Linked DNA regions of Drosophila melanogaster: regions 1 and 3 are each linked to region 2. A link is a contact called in public Hi-C data. All regions are on one chromosome and are shown on one strand. The core of a region is the stretch at or near the end of the contact, and the rest is flanking DNA. Distances in the headings are between cores, read along the strand shown.

Region 1 (3,720 bases), core at 599-3,098, 130 kb after region 2:
CATGAACCAGGCCCAGTGTGGCAGAGTCTGCATCGGAATCGCCAGCGATGGCATACACTCCGCCGAGCAGAATGTATCCGACGACGAGGTCACCGTCCAAACTCCATTAATGATAAAGCGCGACAGCACCGTATGACTATAGAAATTCCACAGGGTATTCGACACGCCCCTGTGATTAGGATTTACAATTTTCTGTATTCTGCATTTCGAACTCAATAGAATAAACTTTTTATACCACTTTATTATCGAAAATACAACAATATTCTGGAGAGATCAATTATTTTCGGCCAAATATGAAGTGTTAGTTTTAAACGTTGTTAATTATAAGTTACACGACATCAATATCCAATGAAATAACTAATAGGTTTTAAATTGTGCAAGCAGAACAGTGGTTTACTTGTGGCCAATGCAAATACTTTAACTGAAGTTTTTAAAAATCCTAGACTACTGGCATCGGATCAGACGAATTTATAGACTGGAGTTATTGTTATTGTATTATTTATGATTGATTGTATTTATTTGTGAGGCAATTATGTAAAAATTCGTTTTTTTTCACTTTCGCACTATTCATTATTTCGGAATATGTAGAAGGATAATTCAAAATGTTTGCGGCCATGGTTTTCGTTGTTATAAGTAAAAAGAAATGTTTGGTAATACTTGTGTTTGCGTACCCAATACCCAACTTTAAACTAACTTTAAACTAAAGCCCAGCCAATTTGTTATATGTTTTTCGTTAAAGAGAAATAAAAAACCCAAATGCACCAGAGAATAGGTTTAGTCAAATAAAATTTGACGAAACGATTGCTTCCTTCTATTGAAGCCAATGCAGCTTTTTTGATACATTCCGTGATGATAAATAATTTTGGAATAACTTGCTCAAATATATATGTACTAACTCAGTGTAAAGTTGGAGGAAATAATGCCCATTTTTTTCTTACAACGCTGGCCGGCATTTATTTTGAAATACTTAATTTTGTACTGGTCGAACTTACATAAAACTTATATTTAAAAATACCATATATATTAGGAATTTAGCGTAAAATTACTGTGAGCAGTATTATAATATCTAAGTTATAAATAAAAAATAAATTAAAAGTAAAAATGGCTGTTTAATTCGAAACATGCGCTACGCTTTCATTTCGCTATGAAGATTATTCATCTTAAATTTTTAAGTGAATGTTTTGTTTATTTCTTCTTATCACACAGCTACATACTCATTGCAATCTGACACATAAACAACAAATAAGACCTTTGGCTTTTAGATTTTATTTAATGTTTGGAACAATTATTTGAAAAGTATCTTGTTTTGTAATTTTTTCTTTGTTTTTCTGGGTGTGTCCGATTGAAATCGTAAGTGGCGTTCATATTCCTAATACGTCAGCGAATAATTGGCCAAGTTTCCACCAAAAGAAATGCCAGGTTTGGCCCCACCTCGACAATTTCATCTGTTTATGCTGATTTCCTAGTGCAATTTTAAAAATAAATATGGGGTATATTTGGATTTTCATATGCTTATATTTTTCAACAGAAATAAGACTTGCTTTCCAAGTGGAGACTAGTACCCAGTAAGTAAATAATCTAAAATGTTGTCAACAACCTACAGCTGCGAATGTGAATGGATCAATGTGAGAATTCAATCCATCCATAAACACACGAGGAGGAAAACAAAATTCGATCAAGAGGCGACTTCTTGGTCATGTGTGTCTGGATGGGTTGGGTGCCTATCGTCACTTAAGTCGATGAACGCGTCCACATTTCACATAACTTCCACATATAGCATGTAGCATATAGCATATGCTACATATGTCTGTCTTGGGGGCTTATAAAAGAACGCGTATCGTCAAGATTCGGTTAGTTGACTCCCAGCTGTGTGTCGCATCACAGACCAGTGCTAGGATTTTCGTGATTGAATCTGCTTTTTTAAACTTCAGCTTAAACTTTTGATCATCATGGTAAGGATAATAGGCACTTTCAATGATTTAGCTGGACTTTTGAAATTTCGTCGGCTGCACAGAACTATGGATCCTTAAAAGTCCTTATATGCGATTTCATGCAAAACTAGACCATATGGTGCAATATTTATTCATTTTTGCAAGTGATTAATTAATGGTTTTAAAAAATATAACTGCTTGTAAACTATTATCTTAAATGAATACCCAAGAACTTACAGCGATCAAAATTGTTTGTAGCATATGGTCCAAATCACAGATTTGCAACCGGAAGTCCAAAGTTAAATTTTAGAATTACCCAAATTTACAGCGACATGAGTCACATTATTATAAACTCTGTTCCAGAGGGAATGCATTTCGGTTCACATTGGCCAAGCTGGTGTCCAGATCGGCAATGCCTGCTGGGAACTTTACTGCCTGGAGCACGGCATCCAGCCCGATGGCCATATGCCCTCCGATAAAACCGTGGGCGGAGGCGATGACTCCTTCAGCACCTTCTTCAGCGAGACTGGAGCTGGTAAGCATGTGCCGCGTGCCGTGTTCGTGGATCTGGAGCCCACTGTGGTGGATGAGGTGCGGACAGGAACCTACCGCCAGCTGTTCCATCCGGAGCAACTGATCACCGGTAAGGAGGATGCGGCCAACAACTATGCCCGCGGCCACTATACCATCGGTAAGGAGATCGTCGACGTGGTCCTGGACAGGATTCGCAAGTTGGCGGATCAGTGCACGGGTCTGCAGGGATTCCTGGTCTTCCACTCCTTCGGCGGCGGCACTGGCTCTGGATTTACGTCGCTGCTGATGGAGCGCCTGTCCGTGGACTATGGAAAGAAGTCAAAGCTGGAGTTCTCCATTTACCCAGCACCACAAGTATGTCATTTGCATATGGATATTATATCTATTGCTTGAGCATTTATAGAAGACCAATTAACATAATTAGTAAAAGACATGGGAAATTAGTCTTCGAAAGGCAATCTAATAATCGAACTTCCTGTTAGGTGTCCACAGCTGTGGTCGAGCCATACAACTCGATCTTAACCACCCACACAACGCTGGAGCACTCGGACTGTGCGTTTATGGTTGACAACGAGGCAATCTACGACATCTGCCGGCGCAACTTGGATATCGAGCGACCCACCTACATGAATCTCAATCGCCTAATTGGCCAGATCGTTTCCTCCATTACGGCCTCGTTGCGCTTCGATGGCGCCCTGAATGTGGATCTGACCGAGTTCCAGACCAATTTGGTGCCCTACCCACGCATTCATTTCCCACTGGCGACATACGCTCCCGTCATTTCCGTGGAGAAGGCCTACCATGAGCAACTGACCGTGGCCGAGATCACCAATGCCTGCTTCGAGCCGGCCAACCAGATGGTCAAGTGTGATCCGCGTCGTGGCAAGTACATGGCCTGCTGCATGCTCTACCGCGGTGATGTGGTGCCCAAGGATGTGAACGCAGCCATTGCCACCATCAAGACCAAGCGCTCTATCCAGTTCGTCGACTGGTGTCCCACGGGCTTCAAGGTGGGCATCAACTATCAGCCACCCACCGTTGTTCCTGGCGGAGATCTGGCCAAGGTGCAGCGCGCCGTCTGCATGCTGTCCAATACCACTGCCATTGCCGAGGCCTGGGCCCGTCTGGATCACAAGTTCGATCTGATGTACGCCAAGAGGGCCTTCGTCCACTGGTACGTGGGTGAGGGCATGGAGGAGGGCGAGTTCGCCGAGGCTCGCGAGGATCTCGCTGCCCTCGAGAAGGACTACGAGGA
Region 2 (3,449 bases), core at 865-3,364:
TGACATTGGGTCATAAATTCTGGTGAAAAACAGACAACAGTTTTCATTGTTTGGCTGCTCGGAGATGCAAGACTTTTGTTTGGACAATACACAAATATGGGCACTAGACAAACACCGATACGCAGCAATAGACAAATAAATGCCTCGCATGAAATTGGATTTGACTTGGTGGTTGCGGGCCACACGGCGAATACTTCGATTGGGTTTAGTTTGATTTTTGGGCGTGATGGGGGAAGGGGAAAAGGAGAAGGGGGGAGGCTGCAACCAGCTGTCAGTGCCAAAGTGTTGATTTTGCCGTTTGCAGGCAGAGTTCCATCGAGTTCCATAAACAAGAGGCAATCAAAGGGAACTACCCCCCGGCTGCAAAATCCCAGACCCAATATTCAGGCCAAAGACGCCACCAACCAACCTTGGCAACTTTGCAACTAGGCAAACTTCAGGTCGCAAATGGGTCAACCAGCCACGTCACTTACTGACCTACTTTCGAGTTTTTTTTTTTTTTTTGCTGGCGGAATCTGTGTCAGGGATATGAACAGCTGTGAATTTAGCTTTTGCAACATATAGAATTCGTTGGCAAATTCATATATTAAGAAAACCTTCCAAAAATAAGTAATAATAATAATTATAATATAATATAATAATGATATAATAGTTTACATTTGCAGACGATAGGTCGAAACGGGCCGGCTTGAAACTCTATATCATAATGCATATCATATAGCATTAGTTCAAAAATAAAATTTTATTATTTTTCTGGCACATCGATTCGGTATTGCAAATTTCCAAAACAAGCAAAAAAAAACGAAGAAATTCTAAATATTTTCCAAAAGTGTTAACGTGACAGTATTGAGCGGATGGACTGGTGGCCGGAGAGGACGTGGCCAGATCGGCTTGTGATCCTGATCATGAATACACTAATCGTTATTATGAAAAAATAAACGCAGCAAAAAGACAACGAGTATTCTTCAATTATTGTGTGTACATTTATTACATTGGTTTGTGTCTTTGCTTATCGCAACTACTTTGTCTTCTACATAATGTTTTTACACATGTAAAATTCGTATTGTTTGGAAATACATTAATTTGTAACAATTAGAGTATTGAAGAAACATTGTAAGCGAGTACTTTTGTTGAATAATACAAATAAAATGAAGTGAATCGCAATAAAAGAAAAAAAATTAACACAGCTTTTTTTTTATTTGTGACAGTCGTAACTATTATTTATTACTATTGAACAAAATGATGCCAACAACGAATGCTAAAGCAGAACGTATAGAAAAAGCGATCAAGAGATTGGATGATCCGTGATTTTGGTATATTTTCTTTTGGCCCTTCGTCGAAACTGGTTTCGGTAGATCGGATTCATTAGAAATGCAATCAATGGACTTTGGTTCGCGCATATTCGTCTGGAATCTTATCAAATTTCCTTGGGAATTTCTCGGGAATTCTTTGGGATCTCCTTGGGAATTACTCTGGAATTCCTCGGGATCCTAGGGAATTATTCGGGATTTCCTTGGGAATTCCTTGGGATTTTTTTATGGAACTCGACTAAAACATTCTCTGTGGTTCATAGTCGAGGCACACCGGCTATATCGTTTTTTCCTGAGAAGCTTGCTAAAATTCTATCGTTTGGTTCTTGTACAAGCTTAAAGCTTTTTATTCCACTTGAAGTAACGATTTACTTTATTATTCTTAAAAATGTTGTAGCAGGACTGATAGCTTATATAAATAAAATGTAACAATTTATTTATTTTAAATAATTTAAAGGAGCTCGTGCATTTTTGTGCCGGCGGACAGTGAGAATACTTGATGGGAGCGGCTCTGTGTTTGCAAGCAGTGCAAACTTAAATTTGTTGTCCTGTTTTTCTCCCACTCACTCTCTTTCTCTCTCTCATTTGACTCTCTCTCTCTGGAGCGCGCACACGCGAATCCTTGTATGGTTACTTTAGCGAAGTTGCGTCCCCGTTGGCAGCGCTGCCGACGTCGACGCACCGTCGCGGCGCCGCCCCCGAAATGCGAATAGGAGGGGCGGGCTTGGGGCAGCATGTCCTGCCATCGGAGTCCTTACTCGAGTCCTGAGGCTCCCGAGTCCGCAGTTTTGGACAAACACTCCGAGAGGCACGTCAGGGCCAAGCGCGCGCGCTTCTCGTGTCGAGAATTCTGTCTGTCTGTCCTGTCTGTCCGCCAGCGTGTGCGTGAGCGTGTGGGTGCATGTGTGTGCGTGAGCCAATGGCAGCGTCGGTGTTAGCCAATTCCAGTGCTGTGGCAAAAAATACCGTTCCGTAATCGTGCAAAAAAACGTGCAAAAGTTTGGCCCCCAAAATCAAATTCAAGAGCAAACGCAAACGAAATCAAGTGAAAGTGCGAATAACAAAGAAATATTCAAAATAAAGAAGAAAGCGTCCTGTAAATAAACACGAGCAGCGAAAAGTCCGAAGAAAAAACCCATAAGCAACGTTGTGCTAGCAACAAAATCAACAAAGTGCGCCAGCGGATCGGGAAATCGCGACCGGGTTGTGCGGGTTGTGGGCTGCAGGCTCTTCAGCTGCCAGTTCAGCTGTCAAAAGTTAGTTCGACTCGAAAGCTTAATGTTTTATTTCCATTTCGATTTTTATTTCTATTTTAGTTTTTAGCCATCATACTCATTCCAAACCTCACCTTCCTTTCCACACAAGCAAAGGCGTGGGCGTTGCACTGCCCAAAATTGTGGGTCCTCACATTGCCCATCTTACCCATATTGCACAAAGAATTTTAATGTTGACCTGCTGCACTCTTAGATAATTTAGTAAGTTTCTCATTGAAGTAACTGAAAGATTTTTTCGGTGTACTTGAGACTTAATTCTTATGGCAATGACAGGAGCTCAAGGAGCTTTTCTGCTGCTCTTGTTCTGGTTCTTGTTCTTGTCGCTTCTCCTACAGCCTTGCTGGAAAAAGTTCGCGTTTCCAGAATTTCCGTGCTAAATGCATTGCTAGCCCCAAGCAAACAAATCTCAACATATTCCATGCCATCTAGGATAATTTAGAAAGAAGCCCATGTGCCTGCCAAGTGCATTACTCATACGCCGCGTTGACCGCTGAACAAAGCATGGAAATGAAATCATACCAACCACACACAAACTGTGGCAATAACAGTTAAGCTCACCTGTGTGTGTGTGTGTGTGATGAAAATTGTGAAATGCGTGCCGTGGCAAAAACAAAAGACAGCTAAATAAATGAAATGAAATGAAACAGAGCAGCAATAAAACGGGGCAAGAACAAAGGACGAGCCTGCTGACCAAAGTCCAGAGTCACGCGAAGTTGCAACAACAACAGTAGCGATATATATATATATATTTTTTTTTTTAAAGACCGCCAAGGTGAAGCAAGGATGTTTAGGCTTGGATAGCGAGGGGTTGGGTGCAGAAACTAGTTAGATCAGACTTCTTCCCACAGATCCCAAATAAATCAAG
Region 3 (3,802 bases), core at 501-3,000, 160 kb after region 2:
CTCCCGCTAATGGACTGCGAGCTGAAACTTTTGCCCATACATTTCCTTACACAGTCGGAGGTGAGAGCTTATTCAAATATCCTGTAGAACATTGTGAGCTTAGACATTTCCGTTCCTTGCCTGCAGGTTGGCAACGAGGAGTCAATGATGCGTCAATGGCTGGACGTGTGCGTAACTGATGGAGGCCTACTGGTGGCGCAACAAAAGCTAAGCAAGCGTCCCTTGCTGGTCGCCCAGATGCTGGAAGAGTGGCTAAATCACTACCGCCGCATTGCGTAAATATGACTTGCTCTCCTTCCGGACATAGACATGCTAATTAAACCTGTAAACTTTCTTTCAGACAAGTGATAACGGCGCCTTTCATTCGTCGCCCTCAAATCACACATTACTCCAGTGATGGCGACTCGGATGAGGAGTAGAGGATATGATGCGGCACATCCGTCACCCAGCTTCTGATTAGGATGCTGTGCATAGAATTCAATATCCTTATTTTGTACTTTTGGCGATCGTTAGCAGATTTTTGAGACAGGAATAACAAGTGCAGATCCTACACTCTTGCACTCGCAGCTAGCTAAAGGAAACTATAGAGAATACATATGCATATATGCAAGCAGTTGAAAGTTGTAGTTGTAACTAAATTGAAAGCAAACTAAAGGTTAAGTAGCAACGTACGAAAATAGATTGATCGACGTATGTATATCATATCCGTTCCCAAGTCAACGTTCGTTGATTTTAGTCAAATTTATTCACACTGGGTCGTCGAGGCAATATAGACCACATTTACTACGAAATTGAAGCTATACACTGGTAGATTTAATTACACTCACATGTGAAACAATCCATTAAATGATTACGTGTACGAAAGGCAGATGCGAATTTAAGCGGTGGAATTTGTACACCTATGTACGCGGTAGTTAATGTGAATACCCAAGCTCCGGACTTAAAATATTGCAAATCTCAATGTACTATTAAATTTTAAATGGGTGGCGAACACACAACATAATTATGCAGCGGGTGAAAATGAAAGCGTCATTGAAATGTTTATTGATAGTTTTTAAAACACTTTTTGGAATTATTATGAATCATTATACATTCATGCCTATAAATATAATATCTATAATTATATAACATATATAGAAATCCTATGGTTCTAGACAGTTGAACAAAGGGCCAATAACATAATGAATTTTATTCTTATTGTATTATAAATGGAATTTTATCTCATTATTATTTTTGTTAGTAATGTTATTACAATTATTATTATTAACTTCTAAGAAAGCTTATTGTGCAAATGTACACGCAAAACGCATAAAAAAAATCACTTATTTAAATAAAAGTTTTAAGTAAAGATTTAAACGGAAACAAAATGACTATAGTTGAATTTATTTTAATAAAGTATGGACTTTCCTACTTTATTGCCCAAACTAACTTTACTAGTAGATAGATAAAAAAAAGTAGTTCATTATTATTTCTGTCTCTATAAAGTACAAAGTAAATTATAAGCAGCATCATTTATGGAATTACTTGTTATTTTTATAGATTATCAAATTTATAGGGAACGGTACAGTGGCACGAACGGTGTCATCACTAATACATGCTCTTCCACAGCCGAGCTCCCCACCTTTCCAATTGTAGCCAAGTTTAACACCCAACCGCTATTTCCATACGAAACTTATCTTTGGGGTTAATTTTAGTGTATTCTTGGAAGCACGATGTTTTTGCCATCCGAGCCGTATCTCTCAGATACTTAGTCGTCTTTTTGCTGCCGTCGGTTTCGTTGCTGGTGCGGTGCGGTGTTTTTTTGCTGGTCGCAGCTCCGATTTGAGAATCAGACATTCAGGCATTTCAAAAAGGCCACCATTTTCCGCTGTGATCTTTGTCGTCAAATTTAAAGTGCGAGACCACACCAAAAGCAAATCGCACATTCGTCATTCGAGCTGCGAACGCATTATTAACCACACTCCTATCCAGACTCACACATGTTTACAGTCTAACAATCGTGCTACGCAGATTGCGAATGCATACGGCGAAAGATACAAATAGAAAAAATCTTAGCAGAAGAAAAATTTTGTTAGTGAAGTGAAGAGGAAGTAGTGGTGACCTGTGCGCGAGTATTTGTGCTTTCCCCGTGTGTGTCTCTCTGTTCTAGTGTGCGTGATTCCCTCCCCCGTTTTGCAGGCGAAAAAGCGAAGAGCACAGCAGTATATAGTATCTCGCCATGGGTAAGTTATCTGCCGACAAACACAGATACTGTCTCTCTCTCTTCGATTAAGGTGTGTGTGTGTGTGTGTGTGTCTGCGCAAAGTTATCGAAAGGGGGTGGTGGGTGGTGCGATACCAGCATTATGGCATTATCGGCCTTATCGCATCGTAGGAGTGGTTCATATAGCGAGAGGGCAGAGGGATAGTAGCTCAGGTGGTCTCTCGCATGTTCCCTCTTCCCCTTCCCCATCCCCTTCCCTGCACCTTCTTCAACCACTGCCGGTGGGTCATCATCAATCAATACTGGCCAGCTGAGAGTCGGATCGCTCTCACCAACACTGCCCCACTCGCATATGATTGTAGTCCACGTCCACTCCCTATTTTAATTTCTCAGCTGGGATGACGTCAGTGTTGTTGTATGAACAAGTTTCGTGTTCGCTTCTTTACTTTTTAACTTCATAACACTTTTCGGACTAATTCGGGGTGATATTGTCGCTGAAGGGATCTGAAACGCTGACCGAATAAACCTCAAAGTGCTTGTGCAACTGCAATTACACACGATACCGTTAGGGCGTCCCGTCGTGAGAGCCGCTCTCGAATAACCCGCAAACATAAACCTGTAAGCCTGCCAAACCGAAACCGTTCTTCAATGTGCATGTGAATGGGAATGAGAATGGGAATGGGAATGGGAATGGGCCTGCCTTTTGGCGTCGGATTCCTACATTTTCCGCCTTCCATTCTCGAGTTGCCGCTGCAAAGGGCTTGCGTATACCGCTATTCGAGACGTGTACTTGTGTTGTCAATGATTAATTACTCGGCTACTCCGCTACTGGCCCTAATTAAGTTCATATGCATGCACTGCCCTAAAAATGGGTCTCGTTTTCTGTGTGTGTGTGTGTGGGAAAGAAGAATGGTTACAGCTTTCCGAAGTTGAATCTTATCCATTCAATCTTATTGCACACTTTTTGAGGCATTAAGAAACGATCTCAAATTTGCAAAAATCACTTGATGGCTTACTCAAATGTTTGGTTATTTTGAAAGCTAAAAAATTTAAATTATAGTGAATACATATAAATAAACAAATCTACGATTTAGCTATTTGGAAAACAGCTTAGCGTGGAATTGATAACCCTTATAGCTCACTAAAGTACACATTACTTTTTGGTGGGATAGGTTTGTAATAGTGGAATGGATATTGGCCATTTCTCCGAGTGCAGTATTCATCCCGTCTACAAGTAGTTGCATGCGTGCCTAAAATGCCTAATTGACTTGGACTTGGTGAGGATGGGGATGGGGATGTGGATGTGAATGTGGAAGTGGTCGTCGATGTGTACCCCATAATGTCGAGTCGCCCGCCGCAAAAGGCTTAACAATAGCCATCCGAATCTCCGCCTCCGGCAAAGGCGGCAGCAATTGCTCGACATGAACTCATGACAAGAGCATTGACTTCCACTGGGTTTCCTTTTTCGTTTGACTACGCTGCCGCTGTGCCCGTGCTCAAATGAAAGCGAAAGGGGCGAACGAGCCCCATTCCCCAGACCCCTATCCCCGATCTCCAGCCACCCACCATCCCCTCATTCATTTAGTGGAATTTTTCTCAT

Evidence for each region. Hi-C and Micro-C count contacts between places; a contact is called where the count stands out from the background.
Region 1: a contact with region 2 is called in a Hi-C map of the Kc167 cell line, with 2.3 times the contacts expected there. A contact is called at or near these places in 11 of 107 Hi-C or Micro-C datasets (the D17-c3 cell line, the Kc167 cell line, the PNm cell line and 4 more).
Region 3: a Hi-C map of the Kc167 cell line shows a contact between it and region 2, with 1.8 times the contacts expected there.

What each region holds. Positions count from the first base shown.
Region 1 is chr3R:9,731,378-9,735,097 of dm6, reverse strand. alphaTub85E (alpha-Tubulin at 85E) reads left to right here and starts at 1,848. Exons shown (of 3, transcript NM_079573.5): 1 at 1,848-1,952; 2 at 2,295-2,819; 3 at 2,948-3,720. The coding sequence starts at 1,950. side-VII (sidestep VII) reads left to right here. Exons shown (of 16, transcript NM_001275503.1): 16 at 1-1,086. The coding sequence ends at 136.
Region 2 is chr3R:9,866,785-9,870,233 of dm6, reverse strand. Teh1 (tipE homolog 1) reads left to right here and starts at 2,114. Exons shown (of 3, transcript NM_141702.3): 1 at 2,114-2,566.
Region 3 is chr3R:9,703,365-9,707,166 of dm6, reverse strand. It overlaps Unc-115a (Uncoordinated 115a), which reads left to right and starts at 1,750. Exons shown (of 10, transcript NM_001300328.1): 1 at 1,750-2,222. The coding sequence starts at 2,219. trbd (trabid) reads left to right here. Exons shown (of 9, transcript NM_141674.3): 7 at 1-60; 8 at 127-275; 9 at 341-1,171. The coding sequence ends at 419.